2 separate regions of the Pan troglodytes genome follow, and region 2 is linked to region 1. A link is a contact called in public Hi-C data. All regions are on one chromosome and are shown on one strand. The core of a region is the stretch at or near the end of the contact, and the rest is flanking DNA. Distances in the headings are between cores, read along the strand shown. Region 1 has its middle 7.7 kb from the start of CRYGN. Region 2 overlaps PRKAG2 (protein kinase AMP-activated non-catalytic subunit gamma 2).

The links. A called contact is a pair of places that touch in the nucleus more often than the background predicts.
Region 2: a contact with region 1 is called in a Hi-C map of stem cell-derived neural progenitor cells, with 5 times the contacts expected there. The contact joins two enhancer-like sites. A contact is called at or near these places in 2 of 7 Hi-C or Micro-C datasets (blood and stem cell-derived neural progenitor cells).

What each region holds. Positions count from the first base shown.
Region 1 is chr6:166,465,509-166,471,397 of NHGRI_mPanTro3-v2.0_pri, reverse strand. No RefSeq gene overlaps it. Among named protein-coding and RNA genes, the nearest start is that of CRYGN, 7.7 kb to the right of the region's middle. Within about 2 kb of position 2,132, at least 9 of the 24 cell types and tissues checked have an H3K27ac peak or open chromatin away from gene starts, as enhancers often do. A contact at or near this core is called in stem cell-derived neural progenitor cells, where this site is marked.
Region 2 is chr6:166,772,347-166,778,235 of NHGRI_mPanTro3-v2.0_pri, reverse strand. The region is part of intron 3 of PRKAG2 (protein kinase AMP-activated non-catalytic subunit gamma 2); the gene reads left to right. Among named protein-coding and RNA genes, the nearest start is that of PRKAG2, 120 kb to the left of the region's middle. Within about 2 kb of position 2,980, at least 7 of the 24 cell types and tissues checked have an H3K27ac peak or open chromatin away from gene starts, as enhancers often do. A contact at or near this core is called in stem cell-derived neural progenitor cells, where this site is marked.

The sequences.
Region 1 (5,889 bases), core at 883-3,382:
CTTTTTTTTTTGACGGAGTCTCACTCTGTCGCCCAGGCTAGAGTGCAGTGGCACAATCTTGGCTCACTGCAACCTCTGCCTCCCGGGTTCAAGCGATTCTCCTGCCTCAGTCTCCCAAGTAACTGGGATTACAAGCACACGCCACCACACCCGACTAATTTTTTATACTTTTTGGTAGAGACAGGGTTTCCCCATGTTGGCCAGGCTGGTCTCGAACTCCTGACCTCAGGTGATCTGCCTGCCTCAGCCTCCCAAAGTTCTGAGATTACTGTATTCAATCATTTTAAGTGTAAACTTTGATGAGTTTTGACAAACGTATCCACCTGTGTGCCTACCACCACAATCAAAATATAGAACTTTCTATCACCCCCCAAAATTCCCTTGTGCTGTGTCTTAAAATCACCATCTCTGCCACCACCGGCTTTGGACCAGGAGGCCGCTGGTGTGCTGTTTGGCACCAAAGAGCCCTGTATCTTGTCCAGAGTCTCATACACACAGAGCCACCCAGCGTGCAGGCTTCTGCGTCTGGCTTTCTAGGCTCAGCGGATGTTTCTGGGATTTATTCATGCCACTGTGTGTATCGAGAGTTTGTTCCTTTTTACTGCTGAGTGGTATTCAGTTGTATGGATGAACCACGATGTAGTTATCATTCAACCATTGGTGGATGCCTGGACTGCATCCAGGCTGGGGTTGTGATGAATAAAGCTGCTATAACATGTGCAAAGCTGGGGGTCTATGTTTTTACTTCTGTTAGGTAAACACCAAGAGTGGAATTGTCAGTTAACATGGTAAGCGTATCTTGACTTTATAAAAAACTAAAGTAACTGTACCATTTCACACACCCCCCAGCAGTGAGTGAGAGTCCCACTTGCTCAGCACCCTCAGCGACACTTGTGATGTCTCATTGTGCTTTTAATTTGCACTTTGAGGGGTAGCTTTTAAAGGATGAGCATATTTTCAGCCTTTGAGTCATTCGATCAGGATGTGTTGATGACTTAGGTGAGGAAGAAGGAAGTGAAGTGAGATCTAAAGAACATGAGGCCAGGCACGGTGGCTCACACCTGTAATCCCAGCACTTTGGGAGGCTGAGGGGGGCGAATCACGATGTCAGGTGTTCGAGACCAGCCTGGGCAACATGGTGAAACCCCGTCCCTACTAATAACACAAAAATTAGCCGGGTGTGGTGGCTCACACCTGTAGTCCTAGCTACTCGGGAGCCTGAGGCAGGAGAATTGCTTGAACCCAGGAGGCAGTGAGCTGAAATCGCGCCACTGCACTCCAGCCTGGGCAACAGAGTGAGACTCTGTCTCAAATAAAATAAAATAAAGTAAGAATATGAATAGATAAAGCTGGTGTGCTTTTAGAACTGCACAAAGGTGAGGAAACGTGTGCGTTATAATTCTCTGTAGAGGTTAAGGGCACCAATTCTGGATTCAAATCCCAGCTTCACTGCCTGCTTGCTGTGTGACCCTGTGACCTTGTGCAAGCTACTCATGCAGGCTGGGCCTCACTCCCCACAACTCTAAGATGAGGATCATGACAGAACCCACCTCCTAGGATTGTTGAGAGAATTAAATGACTTAATATATGTTAAGCTTTAGTTGGTGCTGGCTATAAGTAAGCACTATGAGAATTCGAATTTATTATAATTCTAAGCAGATGTGGTGGCACCCGCCTGTAGTCCCGACTACTCGGGGGGCTGAGGCAGGAGGATCGCTTCAGTCCAGAAATTCAAGACCAGCCTGGGCAACATAGGGAGAGCCCATCTCTAAACAAATATAACGGCAATAATAATTCTAATTCTAAATCCTCCCGCGGCCGACCTGGGGCGTGTGGTGATTGTGCCCACCACGAGGGGTCAGGCTTCAGCAACTTTCATTTACCCGAACCTCGCTGGCTTTCAGGGTGGGAGACCCGGGGACTGTCTTCTGGGGCGCAGACGTCCCGCCTTTCCTTCCCCGCCCGAATCCGATGACCCCCGGAGCACTGCAGCCCCCTCCCTGACGCCGGCTGGAAATGGGGCGCAGCCAGAGGGCCCGGGCTGGCGGGGCGACCCGGGCAGAGGCCCAGGCCCAGCTCACTTGCAGACGGGCTCACTCGCAGATGGGCTCCCTCGGAAGGGCAGGGACTCAGCCTAACTGGGCTCTTTACACCCCCTTCCTTGCTGCCTGCCGGAGGCCACGACGCCAGGGCACAAGCTCGGTCCCCAGCAGGGGGCGAGGCTCCTGGAACCGCCCCGCACCCCCGCCGAGCTCCGCTGGGGCCCTTGGCCGGCGCTGCAGCCTGGCGGTGCTGGCCTTCGCGCATTTATTCCCTTGTTCATGCACTCATTCACGCACTCATCAGTGTCCTCCGGGGCTGACCCGGCGCAGGAGGCGGAGAGAGGAACCCGCAGCCCGGTGCGGAAGCGCGGAGCCCAGGCGGGAGCTGCAGGCCTGGCGACCACGAACTGCGCTTCGCTAGCGGAGCGTTGGGCAGAGCGGGCATCGCTGCCCCATGCAGCCCTGGACCGCGGACGGAGTCTAGTCTCCCCGCTCTCGCCCACGCCTGAGCTTTGGTATGCAAAGTGTTTCCAACTTTTTGTTCGTTTATAAATATCTTTAATAAATATATATATTGAGACGGAGTCTCGCTTTGTCGTCGCCCAGGCTGGAGTGCAGTGGCGCGATCTGCAACCTCCGCAGCTCACTGCAACCTCTGCCTCCCGGGTTCAAGCGATTCTCCTGCCTCAGCCTTCCGAGTAGCTGCCACTACAGGTGCCTGCCCCCACGCCCAGCTAATTTTTGTATTTTTAGTAGAGACGGGGTTTCATCATGTTGGCCAGGCTGGTTTCAAACTCCTGACCTCAGGTGATCCGCCCGCCTCGGCCTCTCAAAGTGCTGGGATTACAGGTGTGAGCCACCTCACCCGGTCTCTCTCTCTCTCATGTATATGTATGTATGTATGTATATGTGTGTGTGTGTGTGTATGTATGTGTATATATATATATATGTGTGTGTATATATATATATATGTGTATATATATATATATATATACATATATATATATATATATATATATATAATTTAAGTAGAGACAAGGTCTTACCCTGTTTCCCAAGCTGGTCTCGAACTCCTGGGCTCAAGCAATCCTCCTGCCTCGGCCTCCCAAAGTGCTAGGATTACAGGTGTGAGCCAGCGTGCCCAGCCCGTTTGTAAACATCTTTTGAGCGCCTCCTCCTTGGTGTCCACAGCTCTAGCGCTGAGCGCCTCGCCCACACAGATGGGATGGTACCCGCTGGCGAGAGAGGTTGGGGAGTGGGGCTGGGAGGAGGCGCGGGCAGCGAGACCAGGTCCTTGAGCCCTGGGAAACTCAGCTCAGGTGTTGGGACCGCACCCCAGGATGGGTGCAACATCTCAGGAGGCCTGATCTCAGGGTCCTGCATGTCCTGGTCCCTGCTTCACTTGAAGGGCCATGGGAAGCCATTGAGCAATTTTAGGTAGGATCACATTATAGGTTTTAAGTGAGTATTCACATTAGAGCACCTAGGAGCCCCCCATTTGTAATGTCTTGTCTTTTTTTTTTTTTTTTGAGACAGGATCCTTCTCTGTTGCCCAGGCTGTAGTTGCAGTGGTGCAATCTTGGCTCACTGCAGCCTCGACCTCCTGGGCTCAAGCAATCATCCCACCTCAGCCTCCCTAGTAGCTGGGACCACAGGCATGTGCCACCATGCCCAGCTAATTTTTTAATTTTTTTGTAGAGACAGGATCTTGCGTTGTTGCCCAGGCTGATTTCAAACTCCTGGGCTCAAGCAATCTTTCCTCCTTGGCCTCCCAAAGCACTGGGATTACAGACATGAACCACCTTGCCTGGCCTGTAATGTCTTATTTCTTAAACTGGAAGGTAGATTCGCTGCCTGAAATGACTCATAATGTATATATAGGGAAAGGAGCCGCTGTTGCTGTGGGTGGAGAACGGTCTGGAGGAGCCCAGAGCAGACAGACTGGGATGCTGAGAGGCTCCTGCAGCAGTTCCACTGGTACTGACAGTGGCTGGAGCTGGGGGTGGGCATGGAGAAGGAAGTGGGGAAGGGGGCAGAACCTGGGGGTCTCACACAGTGGTGTCACATACAGCCTCAATTTGGAGGGGAGTCCTGAGTCCTGTCTCTCAAACGCTACCCAGGATGGCCTCTCCCAAGCCCCAGGACCACTCTGCTCCCAAGAGCATTAGGATGACGCTGGAGGCAGGGGGCTACTGGGAAAGTGCCTCCCCTCAGCCTGTCACACACACCCAGAGCTCCAGAGTGAAGGGCTGGAAGGGCCTCATTGCCCACTCACATGACTTTGTATTGAATTAGGGCAGGTTTGGGAGTAGCAACAAACTGGGAAAAGTCTAAAATGAACCCACACAACAAGGAATAGACAACAGCAAAGGAACAGATAGCGGACTCACACACACACACACAGCAAAAGAATAGATAGCAAGTTAAAACACACACAGCCAGGCATGGTGCCTCATGCCTGTAATCCCAGCACTTTAGGAGGCCAAGGCAGGAGGATCCCTTGAGGCCAGGAACTCGGGACCAGCATGGGCAACATAGTGAGACCCCATCTCTACAAAAAATTTTAAAAACCTAGCTGGGTGTGGGCATGTGCCTTTAGTCCCAGCTAGGGTGTGGGCATGTGCCTTTAGTCCCAGCTACAAGGGAGGCTGAAGCAGGAGGATGCCTTAGCCCAGTTGTTTGGGGCTGCATTGAGCTATGATCGTGGCACTGCACTCTGGCCTGGGTGACAGAGTGAAACTCTGTCTCTAAAACAAACAAACACGTGCACACACACACACACACAGGCACACACACATAATCAATAAGGAAAGAGAAAAAAATGAGCAAAGCATATGAACAAGCAATTTACAAAAGATCCAATTCAAATGAACGCTATATATTTGAACTGATGTTGAGCAACTGGCCTTGGAACTACCAAGGGTGGATCTCATCTGTATGTCGGTGGGGCAATTTGGAAGACCTCTGTGGCATCTAGTGGCTTGAAGGTGAACTCATGCTTCAACCCAGCAATTTCACCCAGAGGCATGGGCCTCAAAGGAGGCAGTATTGGTCCCAGGGTGCGGTTGGAATTTTGTAGGGTGTTTCTGTTTGTCAGAATGCTGGAGGATGGGTGGGCAGGCCCCAGGATGCTGGATATCCCACAACATCCAAGGAGACACTGTCCCACAATTTCCCCTAGGAACGCATAGTATTTTTTGTGTGGCTTTAATATATACTGAAGATTTCCTGGTATGCAGTTTATTAGATATATAAATGGAAGATTTTACTTAGTTTTCTGAGGAATTCTACTGAGCTTTGTTCATTCACCATTTCAGAAACTCTTGTCACTAAAACAAAAAACCAAATTGCAGAAGGCTACATATAATGTAGCCACACTAAAAATTTTCTATTATTTACAGATACATACGAAGAAAGTAAAAAGATGAAAACACACAAAGACATAACACAAAAATCAGGACAGTATCTTATCCTTATGGGGAAGGAAGCCTTCGATTCTATGTATAATGATTTCTTATTTTAAGGAAAAACATTGATCCAACATAAACCTGGCAAAATGCTAAGATTTGACAAACTTTGTATGGTGGTGTTATTGTTCCTTATATTATTTCCTATTCTTCTCTGTGCTCTAAATTACCCAAAAACGGGAGAGACAAGAGGCAGAGAAGGGAGGCAGGCAAACGGGTGATGGCTCAGGGTGATTTATTATTAAAACCATTAGCCTCCACGCTGTAAAACTCTCCAATGCTGAGCAGCTACTGGTAGTTCTAAGGCTACATGTTATTGAGATTTTATTTTTTAAGCTATGACAGCATTCTTAGCCTTGCTTCTTCTGTGCTGTCACGAT
Region 2 (5,889 bases), core at 1,731-4,230, 310 kb before region 1:
TGCCAGAGGTTTTGTGCTTTGTGTGGAGGAATGAGCCCAAGCTTTTAAGACTTTAATTTAGAGCCTCTGAGTCTTGCATTTCCATCCCAAGGGCTCCTGGGGCTGAGGAGCACCCCACTCCAGCTTGCCCCGCAGAACAAACGCCAGGCAGTGGTTCAGCGAGTGAGCATCAATAGGGCCATTGTCCCTAAATATAGTGCGAGACCAAAAACCGAGGGGTCAGACTCGAGTAATTTTAGGACTCCAGCATTTAGGCCTGAAGCTCACTGCTGGTTACTCCCCCGAATCGCAGCGCTGACCCCATCTGAATCCTCTCCTGCAGATGGCCCTAGCTCAGCTGTCAGCCCAGGTCCTACCTGGAAGAGGGTTACTCTCCGTACTAAAAGCAGATGGAGTTTAATACACGGACGTCACAGTTCTGATTATGTGGCTGCGTGCTTATAAAGGTGAGGAAAGAGCTGAGACATCAGACTAGAGTTTGGGAAGCGACCCACCGATGAGTAAGGAAAATCCTTTCCCACCCCAGGTGGGAGAAGGGAAGAGGGCGGCGCCGGGAACCCTGGCGGGGCTGGAACCGGGAGCTGCAGTTGGTCTGTCTGGCAGGAATGGGAGCCAAAGGGGCTGTAGCTACGGTCAGATGTTGCCCAAGGTGTCTCCCTGTCTCCTGCCCAGCGGGAGCCTGGACACGTGGCAGCAGGGGTCAGAGGTCAGCCCCTGCATCCAGGCAGAGTAGGGTTGAGGATTGAGCATGAGAGCAGCGCAGGTACCCGCTCGCCTGGAGACACCACTGAGTTGTTGCGTGTGCCTGAGCCATGTGCTGAGCGGGGTGCCCGAGATGCACCCACAAATCCATCTAGGGTCCCTCCCAGCATTGCAAGGACAGGAAACCTTTGGTGCCTCGGAGGCAGAGAGGTTCCTGGGGAAGCTCTGGTGGCTCCTACCTTAAAAGGAACCCACACTTCCTTCCTTGCAGTCATGTGTGTGGTGTGTGTTCCTGGGGCATTGCTCACATGACCCGTACGTGGGTCATTTTACTCCTCAGTTTCAGGGAGGCCACAGGGGCCTGTGGGACTGTACCGATGCTGCAGAGGCGAGACCTGCTTTGGGGGCAGAGGGACCTGTGGCTGCCGGCATCACTGGTGGTCCAGGAGGAGAGGCCTGAGAAGAGGAGGAGACCAATGGGGGATGGGAGAGGAGGCGGGAGAGGGCAGTGGAAGTATTTGTGTTTGCGCACAGGTAGAGACACTGAGGACTTTTCTCCACTTCCACCTGGGAGGGCCCCGCAGCCTCCTGGAGGAACCTCATGGTATGCACAGGTGATTTATATCATTAATACCAAAGAACACGAGCAACTGCTAAAGTGAGTTGCTTTAGGCACCGGGGTGAAACTGGGAAGGCTCGTGAGGGGCCGTGGCCCCCGTGAGAGTCCCTTGCTGCCTTGGAAATGACTCTGCCCAGCAAGGAGAGGGGTCTCTTCAAACAGCAGTTGACAAATGTTTCCTGTAAAAAGCCAGATGGTAAATGTCTTAGACTTCGAAGGCCACGTGGTCTCTTTTGCAACTACGAAGCCATAGACAAAGTATAAACTAATGGTGCAGCTGTGTTCCAATAAGTATTTATAAAAGCAAGTGGCCAGCAGGATTGGGCCATTGGGTAGTAATTTGCCAATTCCTGTTTTTAAAACATAAATCCCATCATGTCATCCCCTGTTCAACCCCTTGACACCTCCCCAGCACATTTAAATTTAAACTCCAAGCCCCACCACACATGGCCTCTGAGGTCCTCTGAGGTCACCCTGGGCTGGCTCTGACTGTGTCTTGTGCACACCCACCCCCTGTCTTCCTCTGCTCAGGCTCATGTCCCCTAGGCCCTCTGCCTGAAACACCCTGAGATGCTGAGCATGTCCCTGGGCCCTCTGCTAGAAAACACCCTGGAGCCAGAACGCCCTTGAGGCTGTGCTGTGCCGTGCCTCCCAGATTCCCGATTCCTTCAAGAATGAGGAACTCACTCCCAGCTGTGGGTGTGACAGACAGACGGCCCTCAGCTAAGGAGCGCCACCTCGCCAGCCTTCAGCCCCTCCCAGAGCCGGCCTACGCCCAATAACCGGCCGATGTACATAAAGGACCAGCCCCCGACCCCCGCTCAGGACAGCTCTGAAGGGGCATCCGGGCTTCAGAACTCTCTGTCGGGGCTTCACGGGGTCTCCATCGCCCCTTTGTCAGGCCCAAGAGCACTCCCTGATGTACATCCAACATGCTCATTTCCATCCCAGAGCCTGCCTCTCAGAGAGCCTGCAGCGACCCTTCCTGCAGATAGACACAGGTGGGGTCCCTTCCTTCAGGTCGCTGCTCCAACTTCCCAATACCACAGTGGACTTCGGAAGGAAGGGAGGCAGGGGAACTGAGGGGACCGCGAAGGTAGGGCCTGGAGAAGTGCTGGGGAGTGAGGGGCAGCTCGAAGTGCTGGAGAGTGAGGTACTCGAAGGTAGGGCCTGGAGAGGTGGTGGGGAGTCAGGTGCGGCGGAGGGGGGTGGGTGGGCGGGAGAACAGGGACTATATGAAGCCAAAGCCCAGCCTCCCTCAGGGCTGTGCCCTGTGAGTTGTACAAAGGGCCCTGGGTCTGTCCCCAAATGTTGCCATGATCCAGAATTACTGTGAGCTTTACCCTGTACCCGACAAAAAAGATTGACTCTGGCTTGCCCAAGTCTGCCCCTAAGCCCCAGTGCTGGCCCAGCCAACGCGGGCACCCTGGGCCCCCCGCTCACTGGCCACAGCTGGAGCCTTCCGGACCAGGGCAGCTGATGAGGTCTGAATACTGGGGCTGAGCAGACTCCAGAAAAACGTGACTCATCTTGCCTGCCCACAAAGAAAGGAAAAGTATGTGCGGCATCCAAGTTTCCTGAAAAGTTCAGCCAACACATTGCAGAGTTATGTGGCCTGGCACCCCATGTGGTCCCTGGGGACAGCGCCCTCTGGCGCCAGCCTGGAAGACGTCCCCAGCCAGGGCTGGCCTGCACATCCTGTGTCCAGGCTGTTGTTATTATTTGGGAGAAGCCAACGAAAAATTCCCGGAAGAATCTCCTTGCCCTCAGCGAGTTAGAGTCCTCTAGTTCTCTCAGGGCCTGCTTCGGTGATGCTCCCACCTTGGGAGACAGTAAAAGGCAGCACTAACACATGCTCTTACTTAACACACAGGCCCATTGCAGCTCTTTTTCTTTTTTTCGAGATGCAGTCTTGCTCTGTCTCTCAGGCTGGAGTGCAGTGGTGCGATCACAGTTCACTGCAACTCAAGCGATTCTCCCACCCCAACCTCCTGAGTAGCTGCGACTACAGGTGTGCACCATCATGCCCGGCTAATTTTTAAATATTTTGTAGAGATGGGGTTTTGCCATGTTGCCCAGGCTGGTCTCAAACACCTGGGCTTAAGCGATCCTCCTGCCTTGGCCTCCCAAAGTGCTGGGATCATAGGCACAAGCCACTGCTCAGCCTGTATTTCTTAATTCCTTTTTTAAAATAACACTTTAGGGCTGGGCGAGGTGGCTCACGCTTGTAATTCCAGTACTTTGGGAGGCCAAGGTAATGGGTCACTTGAGCCCAGGAGTTCGAGACCAGCCTGAGCAACATGGTGAGACTCTGTCTCTAAAAAAACAATTATTAAATAATAAATAACATTTTATTTTGACAATTTCAAACATAAAGTCACAAAAATAATACAAAGAGTTCTCATATCCTTTTCACCCAGATTGCCCGATGTTAGCATTTCACCAGATCTGCCCATATCTCATTTCTCACGATCTCTCACTGTGTGTTTATATGAACTCTGAACCCCTGAGAGGAATTTGCAGACATCATATCCCTTTACCCCTAAATATTTCAGTGGATGTTTCATAAAAACAGGGTCATTCTCCTAACCACAGTATAATTGTCAAAATCAGGAAATCAGCACTAATATCATGCTATCAGCTAAGCTGCAGGCTTCATTCACATTTTGTGCCTTGTCTCAGGGGCGTCATTTCTTGGAAGAGGAGACCCCCAGCCACGCGTTTTGTTTCGTTGTCCTTTCTCTTCAGTCTCTTCATCTGGAACAGCTCCTCAGTCCTGTCTCATCTGTCACGACCTGAGCACTTTTCAGGAGGACAATGGCCAGTTCTTGTGTCACCTGCCCTTCGACATTTCCTCACCATCAGAGCCAGCCTCCGCCCTCAGGTGGGCACCCACCCATCCGTGGGCTGCCCTGGGCTTCTGCATCCCAGCAGGGGCACCCGATGCGGCCGCGACACCTTTCCGGTGAAGTGGATGCCGGTCACTTGGTGAAGGGGGCGTCTGCCACCATAAAGTTCTCTACTTTAATAAAGGGCTTACTTTCCCCCTTGTCACCAGTCAGGGCTTCAGGGAGACCTACTTTGGGATTGTGTAAATGTCTTCTTTCTCATCAAACTTTCACTTGCTAGTTTTAGGATTGATACGTATTTCTTGCCTGAATTGTTACTATAGTAATTACCAAAAGGTGATTTTCTAAATTTATCATGAATTCTACATTGACTGGTTGGAATGCTACTTTAAAGAACAGGTTTTTCTTCTCTCCCTGTGTGTGTATCTATGGACTCATGGATTTGTATCCTATTCAGTGTCATGTTATTTCTCATTATCAAATATTTTAAAATTTTTTTATTTTAGGTTTGGGGGTCCAAGTGAATGTTTGTTACATAGATAAAGATGTGTCATGGGGGTCTGTTGTACATATTATTTCATCACCCACGTATTTCATCATGTATTAGGCTCAGTACCCGATAGTTATCTTTTCCGTTCCTCTCCCTCCTCCCACCCTCTGCCTCTTAAATAGCCCCCAGTGTTTGTCGTTTCTTTCTTTGTGTTCGTAAGTTCTTATTATTTAGCCCCCACTCATAAGTGAGAACATGCAGCACTTGGTTTTCTGTTCCTGTGTTAGTTTGCTAAGGATGATCGCCTCCAGCTCCATCCATGTTCCCTCAAAAGACATGATCTCTTTTTTATGGCTGTGTAATATTCCGCAGCACATATGTACTACATTTTCTTTATCTGGTCTGTCATTGATGGGCATTTAGGTTGATTCCGTGTCTTCATTATCAAGTTTTTGATGCTCAAATTGTCCTAGACGTGGCCAGCAGGAGCCTCTCCAGGCGGATCACTGTTTCCTTTGACTTTCCTCATAATATCCCTACCCTGTCCCCATCATGCTGTGGGCACTTCCTGGCTTTCTGGCTGATCTTGTACATTCCCCACCCCAGCCCTGGAATTAGCCATTGTTCTAAAGAGCCCTTGTCACTTTTAGTGGCAAATAGTGTTTACGTGTGCATGTCACTCCTGGGGTGTCATTGCTTCTAGGCCTTCTCAGCAGATGTATTAGAGACAACCTAAACACCCACATAGAAGAGAGTAGTTGGCCAGGTGAGGTGGCTTACACATGTAATCCCAGCACTTTGGGAGTCTGAGGCAGGAGGATTGCTTGAGCTCAGGAGTTCAAGACCGTAGCGAGACCCTGTCTCTACCAAACAAACAAACAAACAAACAAACAAAAATAGCTGGGCATGGAGACATGTGCCTGTCGTCCCAGGTACTTGGGAGTCTGAGGCAGGATGATCACTTGAGCCCAGGAGTTCAAGGCTGCAGTGCGCTGTGATTGCACTGCACTCCAGTCTGGGCGACAAAGCGAGACCCTGTCTCAAAAAAATAAATAAATAAATAATAAATAAATAGAGTAGTTCAATGAAATAAAGAAGGTACAGCTACATAGCAGAGTACCATGTAGCTGTAAAAAAAATATGGCATCTTTGGGCCCGGCGCGGTGGCTTACTAAACGTGTAATCCCAGCACTTTGGGAGGCTGAGGCAGGCAGATCACGAGGTCAGGA